2 separate regions of the Mus musculus genome follow, and region 1 is linked to region 2. Evidence: chromatin contacts called from public HiChIP or PLAC-seq data. All regions are on one chromosome and are shown on one strand. The core of a region is the stretch at or near the end of the contact, and the rest is flanking DNA. Distances in the headings are between cores, read along the strand shown. Region 1 holds the start of Stard9 (START domain containing 9). Region 2 overlaps Tmem87a (transmembrane protein 87A).

Region 1 (6,508 bases), core at 2,625-5,124, 270 kb after region 2:
TATTATTTCAGCAGCAGTTTTCATTGCAAATCAGCATGAATAGAGAACCTATCCAGGAGCCTGGGGCTCCAAATGAGTCTAAATTGTAAACCAACTATCTAGTACACCATTCTATTGGTGCTTTCAAATGGATAAGAAAAAGGAGCCCAGCTGGGCAGTGGTGGCACACGCCTTTAATCCTAGCACTCGGGAGGCAGAGGCAGGCAGATTTCTGAGTTCGAGGCCAGCCTGGTCTACAAAGTGAGTTCCAGGACAGCCAGGGCTATACAGAGAAACCCTGTCTTGAAAAAAATAAAATAAAATAAAATAAAAAGGAAGAAAAAGAAAAAGAAAGAGAAAAAGTAAAAGTAAAAGGAGCCTACATGACTCAACGCTCTGGTTCTGCCACCAGAGAGCTAAAGCAGCCTCCTGACTGGGCTCTGGGCTCTACAGGCCTCACTTCTCAGACTAGTCTTCACACCAGGCGGAGTAATCCTTTAAAGGTAGAAATCAGGGTCCTGCTCCGCCCGTGAAGAATCATGCAAACCTGCAAGACTGAGTTTGATACCAGATACCCACATGACTGCCAAGTTGTCTTTTGTTGCTAAAATTCCTTCTCAGAGAATGACATAAGCAATAAGCAATATCTATTCTTCTTCCTAAGGTTCCAACAATAAACAGAGTGTGGGTTCGCTCTGGGGGTGCTTATAAGTTTATTGGGCTTCCTTACAGAACATGGGTAAGGGGTTACTTATGGGATTGTGGGTGCTCTTCTCCCCAAAAGGCAGTCTTTGCCAGCAGGGATGAAGGCTTTCCCATAGCTGCACAGATAGAAGGCAGCCCTCTTTCCCATAGCTGCACAGATAGAAGGCAGTCCTCTTTCCCATAGCTGCACAGATAGAAGGCAGCCCTCTTTCCCATAGCTGCACAGATAGAAGGCAGCCCTCTTTCTCCCTTCCCCTGGTCTATGTGCTCTAACTCCTCCCGCGTTAAGTGCTATTAGGGCAGAATTACATGCGAGATGTGGTTTAGAATGGCTGAATACCCAGCTGCTGATCCCACGAACTCCCCTGCCTTCCATAAGGGGATGCAAATAGTCAAGTCCAGCTGGAATGATCTGAACTCCCAAAGATGGTGACCCCCCACACACACACACCATTTTGAAAATTAGAACATGCAAGTCAAATAATTTTACTTTCTCCAAAACTTTCCTATGTTTCCCAATCCACTGAATAAAACCAAGAAGCCACTGTGGCTTCATATTAACTCCATGATCCTGGCTCTGCACCTCGGTCTACCCCTACGAAGACTGTCTTACAAGCATGGGGTCTTACACTGACCTGCTCCCTGTGTCTGTCCTTTCACACACAGCATGGCTTTTGTTTTGTTGTTTGTTTGTTTTGTTTTGTTTTGTTTTGTTTTGATACCAGGTCTTGATATGTGGTCCAGGTTAGCATGGAACTCAAAATTCTCCTGCCTCAACTGAAGCAGGACTCTGATTATACACAGGACTCTGATTACACAGCCCTCCAATCTCGGGCTCCATGATTCTGTTCTCTTTACAACTAGTTTTGTTCTTTTTTAAAGATTTGTTTATTTATTTTATGTATGTGAGTACATTGTTATGAACCATCATGTGGTTGCTGAGCATTGAACTCAGGCCCTCTGCTCTCTCCGGCCCAAAGATTTATTATTATTATATGCTAGTACATTGTAGCTATCTTTAGACACACCAGAAGAGGGTGTCAGATCTCATTTCGGATGGTTGTGAGTCACCATGTGGTTGCTGGGATTTAAACTCAGCACCTTCCGAAGAGCAGTCAGTGCCCTTACCTGCTGAGTCATCTCACCAGCCCCGTTCTTGCTTTTTAAAACATACTTTTAAATTTTAATTTGCTGCATGGCTAAACATTTTTTAAAACTGTTTTTACCTGTTAGTCTACTCCCAGTTCTATGAGGTCAGAGGTTTCACCAGACAGGTGTGTTCTGATTGCTTAGAACAGTGTCTGCCTTAATAGAGGCTGACGTAGGAAATTCTATGAACTAATAGTCTCTGAAAAACTTCCCAGCCTTACTTTCCTCAAATATAGTGGGGTGTCACTGGTATCAGTGAGGACTTCCTTTAAGAGTCTATATAAAGTAGTGACTTTCTTAACTTTCTCTTTAACCACCTAACACTGTTACTCTCTTTTATTCCCTTTTATTTTTCTTTGCATTTTGTGTCTGGCACAATGTTATACACATTTAGATAGTTATTTCCTTTTCCATAAGATCCTAATTCTCATGAAGGAAGTGACTTGGGGTTTTTTGTTTTTTGGTCTGTGTGTTTCTTGTTTGTCTTGGTTTTGTGTGAGTCTCTCTCTCTCTCTCTCTCTCTCTCTCTCCCTCCCTCCCTCCCTCCCTCCCTCCCTCCCTCCCTCCCTCCCTCCCTCCCTCCCTTCCTTCCTTCCTTCCTTCCTCTCTTTCTTTCTTTCCTTCCTTCCTCTCTTTCTTTCTTTGAGACAGGGTTTCTCTGTGTAGCCCTGGCTGTCCTGGAACTCACTCTGTAGACCAGTCTGGCCTTGAACTCACAGAGATCCACCCGCCTCTGCCTCCCAATTGCTAAGATTAAATAAAGGCTTGCAGAACCACTCTCCAGCTTATATAAACTCTAACCCTAATATTAATAATACAATGGCTAACCCTACCCCACCTCTCTCTAATCATGATGTTTGACGATTTAGTAGTCTTCAGTGGACACAAATTTGTCACCATCAGAAACGGACCCTTGTTTCTGTTTTTGCTGTTGTGAGACATGGGAGCTTCCTGTGTGGAGGTCTTGGAACTCCCCAGTGTTGGAATTGTTAAGTGTTCATCAGCACCCCAGGTCTCAGAGCTGGGCTTCAGGCTTTACAGCTATAAATAGCTATTTCTTATTTGAATAAACCAGCTCTGATCAGACAGCATTTGCTCTGTATGTACTATAAATACTGCTTAGGGTGGTAGTGAAGTTACAGGGCAACCGAGAGAAATTTGTCAGTAAGTTAGGAAAAAAAAAAAAGAAAGAAAGAAGAAAAAAAAAGCCTCTTCATTTTTTTTTTTTTTTTTTTTTAGGCTGGGCATGACAGCCCACACCTTTTTTTTTTTTTTTTTTAAGATTTATTTATTTATTATATGTAAGTACACTGTAGCTGTCTTCAGACACTCCAGAAGAAGGAGTCAGATCTTGTTACGGATGGTTGTGAGCCACCATGTAGTTGCTGGGATTTGAACTCCAGACCTTCGAAAGAGCAGTCGGGTGCTCTTACTCACTGAGCCATCTCACCAGCCCCAAGCCTCTTCATTTAAACGCACCTTAGAATTACAAAATCATTTGTTTTTCTCATTTCATTGTTGTTGTTTTGAGACGGGACTTCACGCTGAACTCCAGGCTGACTTCAACTCACCATGTAGGCTAACCTTGAATTCAAAATATTCTTGCCTCAGCCTCTACGATAGGCTCCACTTTATTTTTGACCTTAAAATTTAGCCGCAGTTTTGACATAGCAGACCAATAGGGTAAAAAATAAAATTACTAATTTCCTTCATGAACTTTCAAGTATTAACCAGAAATTCAGTCACCAGATTTTAGAACAAAAGAGATACTACAGCTTGCGTAGGACAGTCAGCGGTGCGAGGGGTAGAACGAGACCAGGTTGCTCAGCCCACCTGCCTCAGGATTGGCTAAGGCTCCGCAGGCCCCGCCCCTGTCTGGCGTTTCCTTGCACTCGGGCGGGAGCGTCCAGAGAAGTGAGAGGGTGGAGCAAGGCAAGGAGGCCCACCCCCATCTGTCTCAGGATTGGTTGATACCTAGTGGGCCCCGCCCCCTAGGGCGAGGCTTGGGCTGCGGTCGGGAGGCGCGTGGGACGGGCGGGGCAGTCTGTGGCTCTTGCAGTGCCTGTGGCTGGGTCTGTTCGCTGGACGCCGGCCAGGGATGCTTCCGCCGGACCGCTGTGTGGGTCTTGGGTTGTGGCGGAGGGATGGCGAATGTGCAGGTGGCCGTGAGGGTCCGGCCTCTCAGCAAGCGGTGAGTCTGTCAGGAGGGGGCGCCTGAGGGGTCAAGTGAGCTGAGAGGAGTGCGAGGTCCCTGCCTTCCTCAGGGTGGACTGGCGTGGAGAAAAAAAAAAAATCAGACACAGATTGTCATGGAGGCTCAGGGTCCAGAAGGCCTGGAGGGACAGGGCTTCGCGTCCTAGGAGATAGCAGTTCTTGTGTGGCTCCAGGAGTCGCTGCCCTGTGTGCATGTCCTTGGTGACCTGCCAACTAGTTTCTAGGGACCCTGGCTTGGGTCTTGGTGCACGTAGTAGGGCCTTTCTCACGGAGCATGACGTGAGGAAGTACAAAAGGATGGGCAGACTCCACTACTTTTGGTGTTCTGGGAGTACCCAAGTGAGGACTGGAGGCTGTTGTGTCCGTATATACACATGGGATTGCTCCAAGAGGACATAGGAAAAAGAATTATCAGGATATGGAAGGAAAATAAAGGCCCAGAGAAAGTACACTCTCAACCTGTGCTCAGTAGTTGGTGTGATTTAAAGACTGAACTGTGACATAGGGGAAGTTTCTCCAGACATCTCTTCTTGGTGTCCTCCATGCTAGCTAGTTCCTTGTGTAGGAGCCTGATTCTGCACCCCTCAGCCCTTGAGGCATCCAGTGTGAAGCTGCACACTTCATCCTCTTTTCCTCTCACTTGGGAAGTCAGAGAATGCTTTGCACAAAAGTTGGTGTCAAAGAGCTGTTGTGAATGATCTTTGAGTTTTCTGACAAGTAAGGAGAAGAAGTGCAGAGTCCTCCAAGAACAGGAAGAAAGAGCAAATCTCTGCTCTTAGGGTGTAGATGGAAGCCTTGGACACCTGCTTGGGTTGAAGCGGAAGAGTGATGGGTGATAAAACTGGCAGAGTGTGGGTCTAGACCAGATGACATGTATTGGAATTAGCAGGTTTTTTTTAACTGTCCAGTACACAAGATACCTTGGTAAATGGGAACAGAGGTCAAAAAGGGCATTGTCTCCTATGACGAAAATGGTTCTGTATGGGTTAGGTTTGTCCTTTTAGAGGCCATCTGCTTTTAAAAGTTTAGACCGAATGAGAGCAGTGAGATAGGAGGAACACAAAAGAGTGTACCCCAAATTGCTGTGTTTTGATTGGTAAATGACTTTTTAAACATCTGGCTTTATATCACTGCCTGTGGTGACTCAGGGCTGGGGGCCTCCTGGGAGTAGCTGCTGTCTAGGAGGAGGTCCTTTCCAAACTGTCTTTTAGGATTTGTAGGATAGCAACATTGACCACTTACTCTTAACTGTTTAGTTCCTTGGAAACCAGCAATTTCAAATAGCATGGATTAGATTAGGAAAATGCTGTTGATATTTGCAGTCACTGCTAAGAATAATGTATCTCATCCAACAACAATGAAAAACAACCAGGAAACTTACTTTCAGCACCAGTGTGGGGCCTTGAGAGTAAGTGGTAGACTGTCAAGCCCACTGATCTCCAGGAGTGAGCAGAGTTTAGCAGGCTCCCGGTTCACAAGGACCATAGATTCAGAGGTAGTTATGTAAGCACTCAGTGCAATCTCAGCCAAGAAGTCAGAGCAGACCATTCTTCAATTCCCACAGAAGTCTGCAGAGATAGTGGTAGTACCCGCTGCTCATTGAGGTTGTTTTGCATGTGTGGAATCTGCTGATTATGTAGTCTGTGCTAATATTCAAATAAGTCATCAGCACTGATAACTGTATGTGTGAAGGAACCATTAAAGTCACCTAGCCAAAGCTAACATTATTTTTTCCAAATGAGAACATTGTCTTGTTTAAGTTCTAAAAAGCAGGATTTGACTCGCCGCACCATCCTGCTCCTTTCTGAGATGCTCAAAATTACTCCTTTGTTCTATAGGGCTAGAGATGACCTTGAATAAAATAACAGCACAGAAGTGGTTTTGAAGCCCTAGCCTTGACCTCAGCTGTCTGTCACTGTGAGATGCTGTCCTTGTCTATCCAGACTCACTCACTGCTGAAGAGCACCTGCCTGGTCTGTGCTCTGCCCCCACTCTCCTGTGCCTTTCACACCATGCATTCATTTCCCCCACTTTTTTTTAGGGTTCTTAGGATATGTGAGAATCAGTCTCAGAAAACAAAACAAAAAGGGTTTTTTTTTTCTCATTTAAATTCTGTTCTTATTTCTTAGGGAGACCAAAGAAGGGGGAAGAATTATTGTGGAAGTTGATGACAAAGTGGCAAAAATCAGGAATGTAAAGGTAAGCCTGAAATATCTGTTTTTTTTTTAAATTAAGAACTATTATAATTAGGTGGCCTCTTGGGGTGAATATGTCTAGTATATGAAAGAGCAGGAGATGGAAGAGGCTTGTAGAGGAATCGTGGACCAATCATAAAGCAAATAAACAAGAAGAGAATTGTGCGTAGACTCCAGAAGATGTGGTGGTTTGGTCAATGGTCTGCTAACTGGAATAGTGCAGCTGTTTTGTAAACTGATAAGCAGCTGCTTTGAAACTAACCCCA
Region 2 (6,350 bases), core at 2,446-4,945:
TTTCTGTGTAGCCCTGGCTGTCTTAGACTCACTCTGTAGACCAGGATGGTCTCAAACTCAGAGATCTGTCTGCCTCTGGGATTAAAGGCATGCGTCACCACACCTAGTTTGTTACTAACTTCTAATTCATAACTTCTAATTTGTAAGTCTGACCATGTAACTCTGGAAAAGAGACTATGTACACAAAGATATACAGAAAGGAATCTTTGTATGCCCATTCCTGTCTTTTTCAGCCAAACCAGTCCACACTGGTCAGTTGTTGGGCAGTCAAGATTCTTCGTCAATGGGGAATTCATGAGTGGCTATTTAGTTACCAGATCAAATGAGATAAAGTCCATGATTTGATCACTAACCTCGTCTGAGTCCAGCAAGGCCGGAAGTGCTCTGCAGAGAAACATGATATTAAATAAGGTCACAAACTGTTCATGAAGGACAATAGATAACGAGCGAAACTTAAAGCTTTTTTACAACTTAGCTAAGATTTGTATCTCTTTTAAGATACAAACAAATTAAAAAATAATCAGAATTATTCAAGTTATAAAGAAAGAGTAAAACATACCCCACAGAGTGGCGGGGTCAATGTCTCATTAACATTAAAGATCCAGGAAGGAATTCAGAAATTTAAAAAGAACTAGCCAATGGACTTTAGACTGACCTAGAGCTAAATCATTCTAAACAGAAATATCATGCAAGTGAGTAGTCCTAATTATTTTTGGTTTTATGTTGCTCCTAATATTTTAACCATTCCTTGATACTTCATATTCTCACCACACTTCTCCTCAGTTTCCCACTGAAAACAATAATAAAGTAATACTAACACCGAAACAGGATTCTTAAGGTAATAATTCAAAAACTTACACATCAGTCACAGAAGAAGGGACATTTTCTTCTACCCATTTCAAATCATCTTCCTGCTGGGAACATATACATATCAGCTATTACTAAAACATACCAATAAATAATTTGTCTCGAGAATAGATCTGAACTCCTAAGACCTTTATTCTTTTAGCAGCCTTTCGTTATCCTCCATAGCACACATACATAACAAATGAGGCTGACAGAAAATTCTATTCAACTCTCTTCTTCAAATACCTTTGGCTAACATCTCCCTAGTATCCCATTAGTGTTAATTTATAAATGTTACAGTGTTCTCTTAACCTGGCTAGTTCCCAAATAATGGAGACTGGACTGTTTTATTCATTTAACAGCTTTAAGGCCCAACAACGGACCAGTATTAATCTATCTGAATCTTCTAATAATTCCTGAGATATTTGCATTCTATAGCTTTTTCTGTTCCACTTGTTTTCTCATGATGTCTCCTGGACCATCTCCCTTCCTGTCCTCTCCCCTGGCTGGGAGAAAGTCCAGCCATTTCTCTTCCCTGATCAGTCATTGGATGCTCAGCTCTTTATTGACCAATCACAGGGAATAATTGGAGAGCAATGTTTACCCAACATTGAGACAGGAGATTCTCAGAACTCAATGTTTGAATAACACACGGATGATCTTTACACAGTGCACAGTAACATTATGCCTACAAGCCCCCATCCTAACTACCACTTAGTCTTTTCCTGTGACTTCAACATTACTACAGTTCACAAATAAGAGATCATGCAACAATTGTTTTTCTGGGCTTGGCATATTTAAGAAACTGTCTCCTAGTTTACCAGTTCCTAAAAATGTCAGGATTTTAAACATGGGGTTTCTCTGTGTAACCCTGGCTAGCTGGCCTTTAACTGAGAGATTTGCCTGCCTCTGATTCCTGTGTGCTGGAATTAAAGGCTCAATCATACCCAGGTCATTGAGTAAAATTTAACTGAAGTATCTTTGCTATTGAGGCTGCAACAGTTGGCCTGGAAATGCAGGCATCTTTTCCACACACAGACTTGCATGCCCAATATCAGGATTACGGGGTAACAGAATAAGCAGCTTCACTTTGATTTCTCACTAACCCATACTGAGCAGGGTACAGAGGGGACAGACACCTCATTGTGGATTTATTTTGCATTTCTTGATTATCTGTGGTGAGCATTTTTAAAATACATTACATTTGTAATGACGTCCTGTGAGGATTTCTATTGAAGACCCCTTTTGAATCAGCATGTTTTTCTGCTACTGACTTATTTTGAGTTCCTTATACATATTAGCCATGTTTTTTCTCATGAGGTAGTTGTCTACTCACTCCTGCTGACTGCTCTGCCATACAGCACCTTTTTGGTTTGAGGCAACTCTGTATGATGACTCTTATTGTTGACTGAGGCCTGGACTGCTTGATACAAATTTTAAAAGCTCTATGCAGAACAGTATGATGCAGTGTCTCTCTGGTTTTCTTCTCTGAGTTTTACAGTTTCAGGCCTTACATTTAAGACCTTAATCAGCAACCCCTACAATCACCCTACTTACAGTACTAGGGATTGAACCTAGGGCCTCATTCATGTGAGGCTGGTATTCTACAATTGAACTATAGTCCTACAGCCTCTAACTCATTTTGAATAGAAATCCAGTTTCTTCAACACTACTGATTGGAAAACAAAAAACTTTCCTTTTCCTATTATGTGACCTTAGTACCTCTGTCAAAATTCAGGTGACCAGAAGTATGTAAGTTTACCCTTTGGGCTCTCTACTATGTCCAGCTGGTTCACAGTTGATTACAATGGCTCTAGAGGTTGGATTTAGTTATGCTGTGATTTATACCTGAGACTCATGTTGGGCATCCTCTACTGTGAACTGTGGCTCTAGCTCTCTGTGGAATACTTTGTGTACATATAAGTATCTATGTGTTCATTACATGCAGGTATGTACGAGTATATGTGCACTCAGGCTAGATATAAGCATTTGCCTTTCTCAATCATTCTTCACTTCCTTTTAAAAAATTTATTTATTCATTTATAGTTGTGTGAAAAATCTAGGGGAGCCAGTTCTCTACTAAAACTCAGGCCATTAGGCTTGGCAGCACAAGTGTTTAATCACTGAGCCATCTTACACCCACCTTACTTTCTGAGACAAGTTTTCTCACTGACTCTGGAGAACTCTTATTATCTAGATGGGCTGACCAGCAAACACTAAGGATGTTCCTTTCTCTACCTCCCAAATCTTGGTTACACATGGTACCTGGGGCATTTGATGCTGGGCCTGGGTATCTGTACTCAGGCCCTTATATGCTTACACAGAGATGCTTTACCCACAGAGGAAAGCCGCCTCCTCAGTCCCACTGTGCCACATTTTGAAGCCAAATTAGTGTGATGTCTTTTGCTTTGTTCTTTTTCTCAAGAACACTTCAACTACTTAGGTGTTTTACTTTTACTTTTGTGGGTTCTTACAAATACTGCAGTCGCTTTTTAAAAAGATTGTGAAAAGTGTCATTAGAGTCTTGCTAGTGATTACAGTAACTGCTTTGGGTAAGTACAGGTGTGGTAAAGGTAAATGCAGGGCAGCAAGGGGGCTGCTGCCAAGCTGGAAGATCTGGATTCAATCCCTAGAACTCACATGGTGGCAAGCGGAGAGTCAACTCTTGAAAGTTGTCGCCTGACCTGCACACAGGCACAGCACATAGCCTACTCCACTCACATCCATGTGCAGGAACACAGAAATGTAGTATTACTAAAATCATCATTCAGGCCTAATTCACTGCCATGCTAGGTTCCACTGTGGGCCGCAGCCCAGGCCAAGACCAGGAAGGAAGGGAAGCGCCCACTTACTGCTTTGTTTACTTTACTAGTCCCATTTGGTTCCTGCTTGGTACTTCTCATTTTCATTCCTTCTGCAAAAGGAAAGAAAAAACAACAATCCCCTCATAGATTGGTGAACTCTCCTCACACTGGCAACAAAAGCAAAAACATATTCAGAGATTTAAGCTTACTGTCTGAAGTTTTGTTTTGTTTTCCGAGACAGGGTTTTTCTGTGTAACCCTGGCTGTCCTGGAACTCACTCTGTAGACCAGGCTGGCCTCGAACTCAGAAATCCACCTGCCTCTGCCTCCCGAGTGCTGGGATTAAAGGTATTAAAGGATCAAACGGTCCAGCTATGGTTCATCTTTAAACCTTGCTATTCTCTCCTCATCCTAACTTTACCAAACAGATTAACTCATGGTTTTTGGGGTTTTTTTTTCTTTTAAAATTATTTTCTTGGAAAAAAAATACTAGAAGCACAAATCAGAACAGTGAGTTTTCTTCAAAGCTCACCAAAGCTTTCCTTCAGCATCGGCTCCTTCTGCTCATCCTCCTCATCTTCCTCTGACAACGGTGAGAAGGCAAACCTGACAAAACAGGAACAGAAGGAGTCCACAAGGGAGCAGTCTCTCTTGGAACATCACAGAACTTCTGTTGGAAGTGCAATTGCAATGCTTCCTCCCTTTCACGAAGTCCTTAAATGCCTGTATCACCAGCCGAGTAGCAGGACAGCTCGGGCCACACACTACTGTGACTTTAGACAAGTTACTTAATGTCCTCATGTACAAATGGAGACAAGAGAACAACAGTCAGAACACTCCGTAGTATTTTCCAAGAAGTAGAGTCAAGCAGGGTGAGCGGCCCAGTTGTGACCCAGCAAGAGGGAGGCGGCGGAGGCGGAGGCTGAATACGAGTTCAAAGCCAGTCTAGTCTGGATGACACAGACCCTGTCTTTTATTAAACAATAAAAACCTCCACAAAATCAACTCACTATGAAGTACTTAAAACAACACCTGATATATTTCAAAGACAAATATCACACAAAAGAAAATAACTCTAATTTAAAACTGTGGCCTTCGAGTTAAAAAAAAAAAAAAACCAACCAAACAACAACCAAAAACCAAAAGCCAAGGCCTAACTTTAAATGCTGTAGGTATTTTAAAATCTCAGTCTGAGGACACATGCTCCACTATGTTCATAGCAGCCTTATTTATAATAGCCAGAAGCTGGAAAGAACCCAGATGCCCCTCAACAGAGGAATGGATACAGAAAATGTGGTACATTTACACAATGGAGTACTACTCAGCTATTAAAAAAAATGAATTTATGAAATTCCTAGGCAAATGGATGGACCTGCAGGGCATCATCCTGAGCGAGGTAACTCAGTCACAAAGGAACTCACACAATATGTACTCACTGATAAGTGGATATTAGCCCAAAACTTAGTATACCCAAGATATAAGATACAATTTGCCAAATGCATGAAACTCTAGAAGAATGAAGACCAAAGTGTGGACACTGTACCCCTTCTTAGAATTGGGAACAAAACACCCATGGAAGGAGTTATAGAGACAAAGTTTGGAGCTGAGACAAAAGGATGGACCATCTAGAGACTGCCTTATCTAGGGATTCACCCCATAATCAGCTTCCAAACACTGACACCACTGCATACACTAGCAAGATTTTGCTGAAAGGACCCAGATATAGCTGTCTCTTGTGAGACTAGGCAGGGGCCTAGCAAACACATAAGTGGATGCTCACAGTCAGCTATTGGATGGATCACAGGGCCCCCAATGGAGGAGCTAAAGTAAGTATCCAAGGAGCTAAAGAGATCTGCAACCCTGTAGGTGCAACATTATGAACTAACCAGTACTCCAGAGCTCTTGATTCTAGCTACATATGTATCAAAAGATGGCCTAGTCGGCCATCACTGGAAAGAGAGGCCCATCGGACACACAAACTTTATATGCCCCAGTACAGGGGAACGCCAGGGCCAAAAAAATGGGAATGGGTGGCTAGGGAAGTGGGGGGGGGGGGTTGGGGGACTTTTGGGATAGCATTGGAAATGTCATTGAGGAAAATACGTAATAAATTAAAAAAAAAAAATTAGCAGTGGTTATAAAGAGACCAGCATGGTAGACCCTCTGGCATCACTTACAGATACTCTCCTTTGACTTCTTCTTTCCCATTTGCATTCCCTTGACCCCCTTTATGTATCCTGTTGCTTATTGATTTGATGCTGTCAATTGGCTTGGTGTTTATTGCTTTTATTATGCTTGGGAATGTATCTTGTATCCTTCTACTCTGGAGGACATTTAACAAGAAGTTGTGTAGGGTTTTTCAGCATCCAATAAGATGATAATGGGTTTTTTTTATTCAGTGTTTTTTTTTCAGTGTTTTTTTTGTTTGTTTGTTTGTTTGTTTGTTTTTTGTTTTGGATTGAGTTGGTGGATGTTCCTATAATGATCCATACCTAAATCCCTAAAATGAAGCCTACTTGAACATCCTATTAAAAAAAAAAAAAAAAAAATCTCAGTCTGCACATGAGATGGCTAAGGCCTAGTCAACCTTCCCGTGGATACCTTCCCCTCAGTACTGCCATGGGACTTGGCTGCCCCAGAAGGCTTGACCTCACTCGGCACTTCACACTTTATTGTTATCTACAATAACATTTTCATTTGT

Evidence for each region. HiChIP or PLAC-seq counts read pairs in DNA pulled down with a chosen protein or histone mark.
Region 1: an H3K27ac HiChIP or PLAC-seq map of microglia shows a contact between it and region 2, with 6 times the contacts expected there. The contact joins the promoter of Stard9 here to the enhancer-like site in region 2. A contact is called at or near these places in 1 of 39 promoter capture datasets (hippocampal neurons) and 2 of 115 datasets of contacts at active chromatin or transcription factors (microglia and neural tube).

The regions. Positions count from the first base shown.
Region 1 is chr2:120,625,247-120,631,754 of GRCm38.p6, forward strand. It overlaps Stard9 (START domain containing 9), which reads left to right and starts at 3,875. Exons shown (of 33, transcript NM_001370940.1): 1 at 3,875-4,024; 2 at 6,177-6,246. The coding sequence starts at 3,978.
Region 2 is chr2:120,359,181-120,365,530 of GRCm38.p6, forward strand. Tmem87a (transmembrane protein 87A) reads right to left here. Exons shown (of 20, transcript NM_001110496.1): 16 at 4,182-4,255; 17 at 3,699-3,760; 18 at 859-914; 19 at 354-384. Among named protein-coding and RNA genes, the nearest start is that of Vps39, 9.2 kb to the left of the region's middle. Within about 2 kb of position 3,696, at least 13 of the 459 cell types and tissues checked have an H3K27ac peak or open chromatin away from gene starts, as enhancers often do. A contact at or near this core is called in microglia, where this site is marked.